Regions from separate parts of the Podarcis muralis genome. Here region 2 is linked to region 1. The links are chromatin contacts, called in public Hi-C maps. All regions are on one chromosome and are shown on one strand. The core of a region is the stretch at or near the end of the contact, and the rest is flanking DNA. Distances in the headings are between cores, read along the strand shown.

Region 1 (4,407 bases), core at 1,005-3,504:
GTATTAAAAGTACTAATAGTTGTCTAATTAGGCCACAGTCTGCTTTAGAATGGCCAAACATATCTCCATTAGTCTCAGATTTATCTATTTCTTTTCAGGAACCACCATGTTAAGGAAGGTATTTAAGCTCCTAAGTTTGCACCAGCTTTTCCTAAAGGGAAAACTGAACTACGGTTCTAAAAAGTGATTTCTGAGCCACCTATACAATGTCTGAAAGAGGAATGTCCCTAGACCCGGGTAAACTCTGTGTCTGGTTATAAGTGCACACACATGTACTTTTGCTGCCGGCCTTTCCATAGGCATCTGGTTGGCCACTATGAGAACAGGTTACTGGACTAGGTGGGTCACTGGTCTGGTCCAGCAGACTTTTCTTACAAACATAGACAACCATCAGGTTTGGAATCCAGTAAGTTGCCTTTTTGCAAGCAGTACTATCTCAACAGCACCTTCTACCTCCTCTGCTATGGGCAGAAGCTGCCGACCACTTCTGGATGCATTCGGAGTTGCACACTAGATGGTCCACCGAGCGGCAAGATCTGGCGCATGCTGTGGAATGACCACACGCCCAGTGAACAACTGGCTGGCACACAACTCGCACTGCAGAAGAATCCAAGCAATGGTCCCATTGTGACGTCAACCTCTGAGCACTAAGGAGTGCCACTGGGAATGGGCTATTTTTGACCCTGAAGCCTTTTTTCTTTTAACCACGTAGACAGCATGGTTCATTCAGCAGCTACCGTACATTAGCAGAACGGCAAGTGCGCCCACTAATGTCTATGCACCTAGGAGCCCTTGTGCACAAACAGGCATGCTGGGCTGAGATTTTGTATAAAGTGTGCATTGCTGGAAAGATGAGGACAGGGCCTTAATCTCACCTGTCCAGCATCAGCTGAGGGATCAGAACTGAATTCTTTGCCCGCTGAAGGAGCCACAGCCATTAGCTCACATATCACATTCCCTGGTTCCCAGGACCCTGCCCTGCCTTCCACGCTGCAGCCCAGAGAGAAACAGCCCACTGGCTAGCGACTTCCTTCCACCCAGGCTTACCTCCATCAGCATAGGTCTCGGTGCCATAACCGTCCTGCAGCCCGTTATTCCAGGTGCCTTCGTATTTTGCCCCGCTGCTGACGTTCTGCCTGACCCCATACCTTCCTTTGAAGCCGTGTGTCCATTCGCCCTTGTAAAGCCACCGTCCTTTGGTCTCGATCCCTAAGCCATGCCTCTTGCCTTGAGACCAGTAGCCCTCGTAGGTGTTGCCGCTGGGCCAGGTGTAGACTCCCACCACTTCGAAGCCGTAGTTCCAGGAGCCCGAGTATTCGCCCTGGCCCTTGGGCCCGGTGCAGATGCCGTGCCCGTGGGCTTTGCCCCCTTCCCAGCCCCCGCAGTAGGCCCCTCCATCGTCAAAGTCAAACCTGCCACCGCTCATGCTGTCGAGCCAGGGGTCTGTGCTCTTCTCTGGCTCGGTCCCTCCTTCCTATCTGGCCAGATCACTTCTCCATTAGTGGAAGCGGCAGGTGGGGGTGCATAGCCAAGCTATGCTGGGGGGCCACCTTTGGGGTCAGGCCTGGCGTCCTCGCCCAGGAAGGTGCAACTAGAGAAGAGGCTGCGAGGAGGTGGAAAGCAAGCTGTTCCTAGGCTCAGAAACGCTGCACGAACCTCAGGGACCCCCAACTCTCTGGCTTGGCAACGCTAGCCTGTCAGGTATGGAGGCATGGAAGGAAAACTCTTCCAACCGGCCTTGGAGGTAGTAGAGGAGGCTAAACTCCTGCTCAGCTGCAAGGCGCGGGCCTCCCCATCCCGTGCGCTCTCTCCAAGCGCCCTGATGGGCAAGAGGCAAGCCTTTGCAAGACCTTAGTTGCAAGGTAACCTTTCTCTGCTACACCATCCTCGCAGCCTCTTCTAAACGCCGGCAGCATCCGGCCCCTTTATGAGCCAAGAAGGGTAAAGATCCTTGCTGAACCTTCCCCGGCCGCCGCCGCCGCGACCCCCCTCCCCTATGGCGCGCTTTGCGCCCTCGCCTCTTCCGCCCTCCCGGGGCTCCTGCGGCCCCCGCGGCTAGTTGCTCGGGCGGTGCCAGGCTCTTCTTCAAAGCCCCATTGGACAGGCGAGCCTCTCCGGCTCTCCTCCCGCAGCCTCCTTCCTTCTACCCTCCTCCGGGAAGAAAGGTCACAGCTGCCCTAACAAGGCCATCGGATCCCTGGAGCTGCTCCGAAAATAAACCCACGTAGCCCTGCCCACTTTGCAGGACCCTTTTATGGAGGACAGAGACACCCACCGCCGCCACCCCCTTTCGGGCTGGGATGAAAACGAGAGAGAGAGACGGAGCAAGTGTCCTATTTAAAAATAGCACCCTGGGAAAAGGAGGGAGGCGCGGGCGAGAGCTCTGCCAGGTCGTTTGCTCCGAACTTTGCATGGGAGGAACTTCTGCTAGTTACGGAGCAAGAAAAAGGAAAGGGAGTGAGCCGGCGAGAATGAATGGGAGAGACCATGAATGAAGGTGCTAAAGGCACGAGGCGAGGCGAACGGGGAGGGGGCTGGATCGCGGCTTCAGGTGGGATTCTGCCTATAGATGCAGTGCATGTTAGGCCCCACCCTTTTCTGCAGCTAATCAGGGGGCCCTATTAGTGTGGTATCTATATCAGCCACCCAATAACGCAGGTTTCTCAATTTAAATTGGTAAACTATAACATTTAGACTATAACACTTTTTTTTAAAAAAAAAACACCCTCCTGTTTGGTAGGCTGCGCACATATTCGCGGCCCTTGCCAGCCACAAATTGGCTTGCTATATCAAGTAAGCCAGACCTTGTCACAGCTTGTGAGAGCTTTCAAAATTCTCATATTTTTTATTATTAATAATATTAATATTAACTTGCTTCTGGAGACTAATTAGTGGACCAGCATAATTACTTGCCAGACAGGCATAGGTTTCTTTAGAATCCCAGTGTTTGAGATTATTATATACAGGGTTGTCCATTGAAAGAATTGCATGTGAAATGTGTAAACCAATGGCCTTTGTCAGGTTTTGTCGCTGGAGGAAGTCTCTCCTCCCAGTGTGGCTGGCCTTCCTTCCTTGCTTGTTGACCTTCTTTGTATTATAGAGAGCATGGCAAGGTATAGTTTTAAAGTGTTTATTATTAAACAGATGGTCTTGGTGTGTGTGCATATGTTACACTTGTGACAACATGCCCTTGCAGTTTTCTACTCCAACGTTGTGGCAGTTTTTACATTGGAGACCCAAGTTTGGGAAACACCGCATATATAGCCTTCAGCACCTGTCCCTCTCATTTTGTGACTATTTTCATTGTTGTTGTGCAGGCTGCCTTTTTGTCTGTTTGGGGTGTGGGGTTTTGATCCATTTTAAGGCACTCTGATAGCATTTCCTGTTTTCCTACAGTGAAATGGTTATTTTCTGTTGCCCACAGGTTTAATTTCCAGAAGTGCCTCTAGGGCTAAAAATGTTGGGGAGCTCTTCTCTGCTGTGTTTTAAGATGGGAGTCTTTGCCAGCCTTACCTGAAGATTCCCCATTTTGAAGACTAAGGTTTTTGTGTGTAAAATAGGGGCTTACATCTGAGCTACAAATTTACCTTATTCCAATGAAAATGAAGTGCATAGTGAAATGACAAACTCTTCCTTTATTTTAACAGAACTAAACTACTGCAAACTATTTAGGCAAAGTCTTGCGTTTTATTATTCAGGCGCAAACATTAACTTGGTACTCCCAAATTACTGGTACCTGCATACACTGAGGCTACAATCCTAATCCCATTTACCCTGGAGCAAGTCTCACTGAATTCAATAGGACTTACCTTGGAGTATTTGTGGTTCGAGTTGCACAACTAACCAGCAAGTGCTTGTGATAAAAATCCAAGAACACAGGGAGCAGATGCTGAAAAGATCATTCCTCACTTTCCTGTAGAGGACAGGCAGTGATTTCTTGACAGCAGCCCATTCTTACATCACATGAAACCATGGTTTATTCAAATAATGCTTTATTGAACAAACCATGCTCAAAGCCAAAGGACATTCTACATGCAATGTAATTATGGTTTTGTCATACTCTGCTCTCCTTATTTCCTACCCTCATCTGTCTTTTGTGGTACCAAATTGCTATCATTGCCTCACCTGCAAGAGAGGATGTGAAAGATTCTCAGTGATCTTCATCAGCACCTGTCATGGAACAGCAGGTATCTTCATCCCTTCACCCGAGAAAGCAGCACCCATACTATTTTGCAGCTTGTAGGTGTTTAACCTTTTTATTCTATCCCCCTAGTCTGCAACCACACACACACACCGACAATAGGCTGTTAATGTGAATGTTATGCTTTACATTTAGTGAACATTACCTATGCTGGTGTCACCTGTCTCTGCTGGCAGGGAGTTTGAAAGGCCGTTTCAGTAATGAAT
Region 2 (4,407 bases), core at 1,343-3,842, 250 kb before region 1:
TTCTGTATTTTCCAGGGACACTTCCTCTGTTATTGGCCTAGGTCAGGCATTCCCAAACTCAGCCCTCCAGATGTTTTGGGACTACAACTCCCATCATCCCTAGCTAACAGGACCTGTGGTCAGGGATGATGGGAATTGTAGTCCCAAAACATCTGGAGTGCCGAGTTGGGGGTGCCTGGTCTAGGTGCTCCAGTGTCAAAGCATGAGCGATCTGGAAACCGCCATTGAGATACTGGCTCACATTTGAACAAATGTTTTCTGAGGAGCCCTACAGATGTCCCTTTTATTGAGCATCCATGATGATTTGTGTTCATGATGGCATTGGGGCAGCCCTTTGCCATGCCGCTTTCAAGACCATTTGCACCTGCAAAGGTTTTGGGGTGGCTATACGGCTTCATTTCCAATCGGCGCATTTCTTGCAACCTTCCTGAAATCCCACAATTTTTTATTCAGGGTGCCGTTGTTTTTTGTTCCCCTTTTGTCAACAACAAATTGTTGCTGTTTTTTGTGTACCTCTGTATATAGAAATGAGCAAACCGGTGATATTTTAGAGAGCAGGCTAGCAGGTGAGGCCCATTACTTACATCATAGGAGCCTACACAACACAAAACACTGTTGCTGTATGTAGGTTTTATTTTATTTGTTTTTTATATTATACAGTGGTACCTCGGGTTACATACGGTTCAGGTTACATACGCTTCAGGTTACAGACTCCGCTAACCCAGAAATATTATCTTGGGTTAAGAACTTTGCTTCAGAAATCGTGCAGCGGCAGCGCAGTGGCAGCAGGAGGCCCCATTAGCTAAAGTGGTGCTTCAGGTTAAGAACAGTTTCAGGTTAAGAACAGACCTCCGGAACGAATTAAGTACATAACCAGAGGTACCACTGTATTGTGGAAATGTACATCTAGTTTTTTTCCCTTTAATTTTTTTGGGGGGCCTCAAGAGAGTGAGTGGGGCCCTAAGCTATAGCCTGTTTAGCTTATACATAAATCTGGCACTGGGGAGGGGCAAAGCCAGGGGAAAGGGGAGGGGACCAGATGTTGGTGCCATTAGCTAATTTTAGACTCTGTGCTCAGTTGTCTTGTGAGGGTGTCTCAATAGGTGGTAATGTGTATGACTTCACTTGCTTTAAGATGTGATAAGCCAGGCCTTCTGCACATTCTTTGTTGTGGAGCCTGAAACTTCTGCCCCAAAGTCCTGCCCGGACAGCACTACACTCTGACAGGGGGGCAGGGAATGGGCCCTGAACAGCCGGAGCAAAATGAAACCGGGGGGGGGGGGAGAGCGCAAGTGCTTGCAAAAGTGCAAGAATACAGGTTTCAGAATTGCCATGCACAGAATTTGAGTGAACAATTATCTCTGCTTGTTTGTTTTTTAAAAAGGACCGAGCATACAGCTTCCTGCTGGCACATGTGTCTAGTGGCACAAAGTCAAGCCACATACTAGGAGATCTGCATGACAAGCCTGCAAAAGCAACCTGAGTTGTTGATTTTTTTTTCAAGCAGCTGCAATGTGGAGGCATTTGAGGGCAGCCCCATCATCACAAGAATTGGCCCCTGAGCCGTTTAAGGCTTTATAGGTCAAAGCAGCACTTTGAAACTCATTGGCAGCCAATGCAGTTGGACCAAGATTGCCAATATATATTAGTTCATTCACATCATCAGGCAGAAGGTGACTTCTTTTAGAATATAAGAATTTTTTAATTTTATTTTTAAATTACCAAGAACTAACCTTGTACTGTTAGGAAGTAGCCTGCAGTGTTTGTTCCAGGAAACACAACACCAAGCTGGTCAGTGTAAGAACTATTACTTAACTTTTAAGGGTTAGCAGTGGAGTTTGTTTTTTTCCTCTCCCGCCCCTGTCCCTTTTTCCTTTTGTGCTGTGTCTTTTAGATTGTAAGCCTACGGGCAGGCACTGTTTTATTGTAAGCCACTCTGGGAGTCTTTCTTTCTTTCTTTGGCTGAAGAACAGGGGCACATACGCTCTAAATGAATAAATAAAGGTTGGGTCAAAAGGTAAGGTTTCCAATTAGAAAACGGCATTCCATGGACGCGGAAGGAACCGCACCTCTCCCCAAGGGGGTGACTGCTCACAGGACATATTCGCCTCCAGAGTCTAGAAAATGGCAGGGTCAGATGCAACAACGAAAGCCTCTGACAGGTTAAACTCTGTTCAGAGAACTGGAGAGGAGAAATAACAAATCCGTGCATAGGAGCCAACTTCTTGAAGTCGAGGTCCCTTCGCTGCCGCCCGTAAAATATTTGAGGGGGCTTACCTGCCCCCCCCATTTTATTCAACTTTGCACCCCTGAATCCTCGGGTTTGGCTGTTCACTCTCCTCTTTTCCTGCCTCCCCACTATTACAACTTTTGTCCTGGCGCCACAGCAGCCAAGGAGAAGTTCCGTGGTCCACCACGTGCAGCGAAACTTTGGAGCTGGCGCGCCTTGCGCGAAGGACCCGCAGCGCGCTCGGCGGATGCCGGCTCCAAAGCTGCCCTCCTTTGCGCTCCACGTGGCGACGAGCCTCTTGCTCGCTTCTCCTCGGTCTCCGGCTGGAGCGGGGTGGGCGAGGGGGCAGCCCCGAGGAGGCGGTCCCTTGAAGGAGGAGGAGGAGGCGGTCACGGCCGCGGCTCCCTCTCCTGGCTCTCTGGATGCGCCGATGGAGCGGGAGGTGGGAGTCGGTCGGGCTGGCGGACGGCGAGCCCCGTGCTCCCTGCCGCCGCCCCTAGGTAAGAGCCCTGCCTCCTTCGCCCTCCTCCCTCCCCCGGGATAAAGCGGCGGCCCGGGCGCCGCGGCCGGTCTCTCCCAAGCCGGTCCGGTCGGGTTATTATGGCAGCGCTTGGAGCCCTAGTGAAGAAAGTGTGGAGTATCCGCCGCTATCTGGTGCTGCTCTGCACCCCGCTGGTGCTGCTGCCTGTCCTCTTCAGCCTGCCCCCCAAGGTAACCCTTTGCCCCCACCCGCCCCCGTAGAAGCCACCCTGCAAGGGGCTTCCTCCTCCTCTCCGCCCCCCACTTCCTTCTTTGCCCTAGTCAAAAGTGGCTGTACCCCCACTCCTGCTTCTAGTGTAGCCACCAGCCCATTCCATCTTGTTCTGTCCCCCTTTTTGCAAGGAGTCTTTCCTTCCTTTCTACAGCTGTGCAGCAGGCGGAGCTTCAAAAGGCGGTGAGTTCCCTGTTGCTTCACCTGTTGACTTTCTGTCTGTTGACACTGTCACACAGTCGCTTAAAGGCGGAGGTGACTTATCATGAAGAGGGGGGACAGCATTGGGTCACCCACTATCCTTAGCACCACCTGAGTCTCCAACTCAATTAATACCCCCTCCCTTTCTTAGCCCCTTCTCCAATCAAGAACCCTCCCCATCTTCTGTTTTTGGAAAGGCTGCACTCCCCTTTAGAAAACCAGTTTCCTGCAAAAAGTACTCAAATAATTCCTTCATTCAGCAACAGTCATCAGACTATTGGGAATAGCTCCTTGCCCTCTGCCCTAACTCCTTGTACCTCCCTAATCCCTGTCAAGATAATACTACGGTTTCTGCTCTCGCTATTCTCTTCTTCCCTAATATCTATCCTGCCAACCCAAGTAACTTCCAGCAGCAGCTCTTTGCACTCCCCAATATCCCCATCATATATTTCACAAGAGCCTTCTGCTCCCTGCACTTTGACTACTTGTAGGGAACTGTGGCTCCTAATGAAACTCAAGTTAAGGAAGAGCATAGGAAGCTGCCTTAGACCAAGTCAAACCCACTGGTCCATCTAGTTCAATATGAATGGCAGTGGCTCTCCAAGGTTTCAGATAGGGAACCTCTCCCAGCCCTACCTGGTGATGCTGGGGAATGAACCCAGCACCTTCTGCATTCAAGGCAGATGCTCTACCGCTGACCTATAGCCTGGCCTCCAAAGGTTGCCACACTGATGGTTGTTCTGGTCCATCATCTCTTTGTCATCTCCTACTTAATGTTGCTTCCAACCAAGGAACCACATGGTCATTGTCCTTAAGGGAACTCCGGTTACCTCCAGACTGTTACTATTTTGGGGGTGGGTGGGATTGAAGCTCCTATCAGAAATGTATGTGTGTGCAATTAAAGTGGATTAACCTGCTCTGCTGACTGCATGCAACAAACCCACTGTTTTATTTTATTTTAAAAATTATTTTAAATTAAATTATTTTTAAAACCCACTGTTTTATTTTATTTTAAAAATTGGACTTTTTGCTATTGAGAAAGTGGTGGTGAAAATGATTAATGGGAAGATGCATAAACATTGCACAAGCAAGCCTGAATGAATGCTTACTGTGTAACTTCCCCTCAAATTGGGATGAATGCTTGAGAATGACCAGAAACAGTCTAACCTCTGCTTAAGCTTTGTGCAAGTAAATTGGGAGGAATGATCAATAAATATAAAACTCA

The links. Hi-C and Micro-C count contacts between places; a contact is called where the count stands out from the background.
Region 2: a Hi-C map of blood shows a contact between it and region 1, with 2.0 times the contacts expected there. The contact joins the promoter of SLC13A3 here to the promoter of JPH2 in region 1. A contact is called at or near these places in 2 of 3 Hi-C or Micro-C datasets (blood and tail).

The regions. Positions count from the first base shown.
Region 1 is chr5:79,982,357-79,986,763 of rPodMur119.hap1.1, reverse strand. It overlaps JPH2 (junctophilin 2), which reads right to left and starts at 2,254. Exons shown (of 5, transcript XM_077929266.1): 1 at 1,048-2,254. The coding sequence starts at 1,426.
Region 2 is chr5:80,230,930-80,235,336 of rPodMur119.hap1.1, reverse strand. SLC13A3 (solute carrier family 13 member 3) reads left to right here and starts at 2,592. Exons shown (of 13, transcript XM_028735096.2): 1 at 2,592-2,730.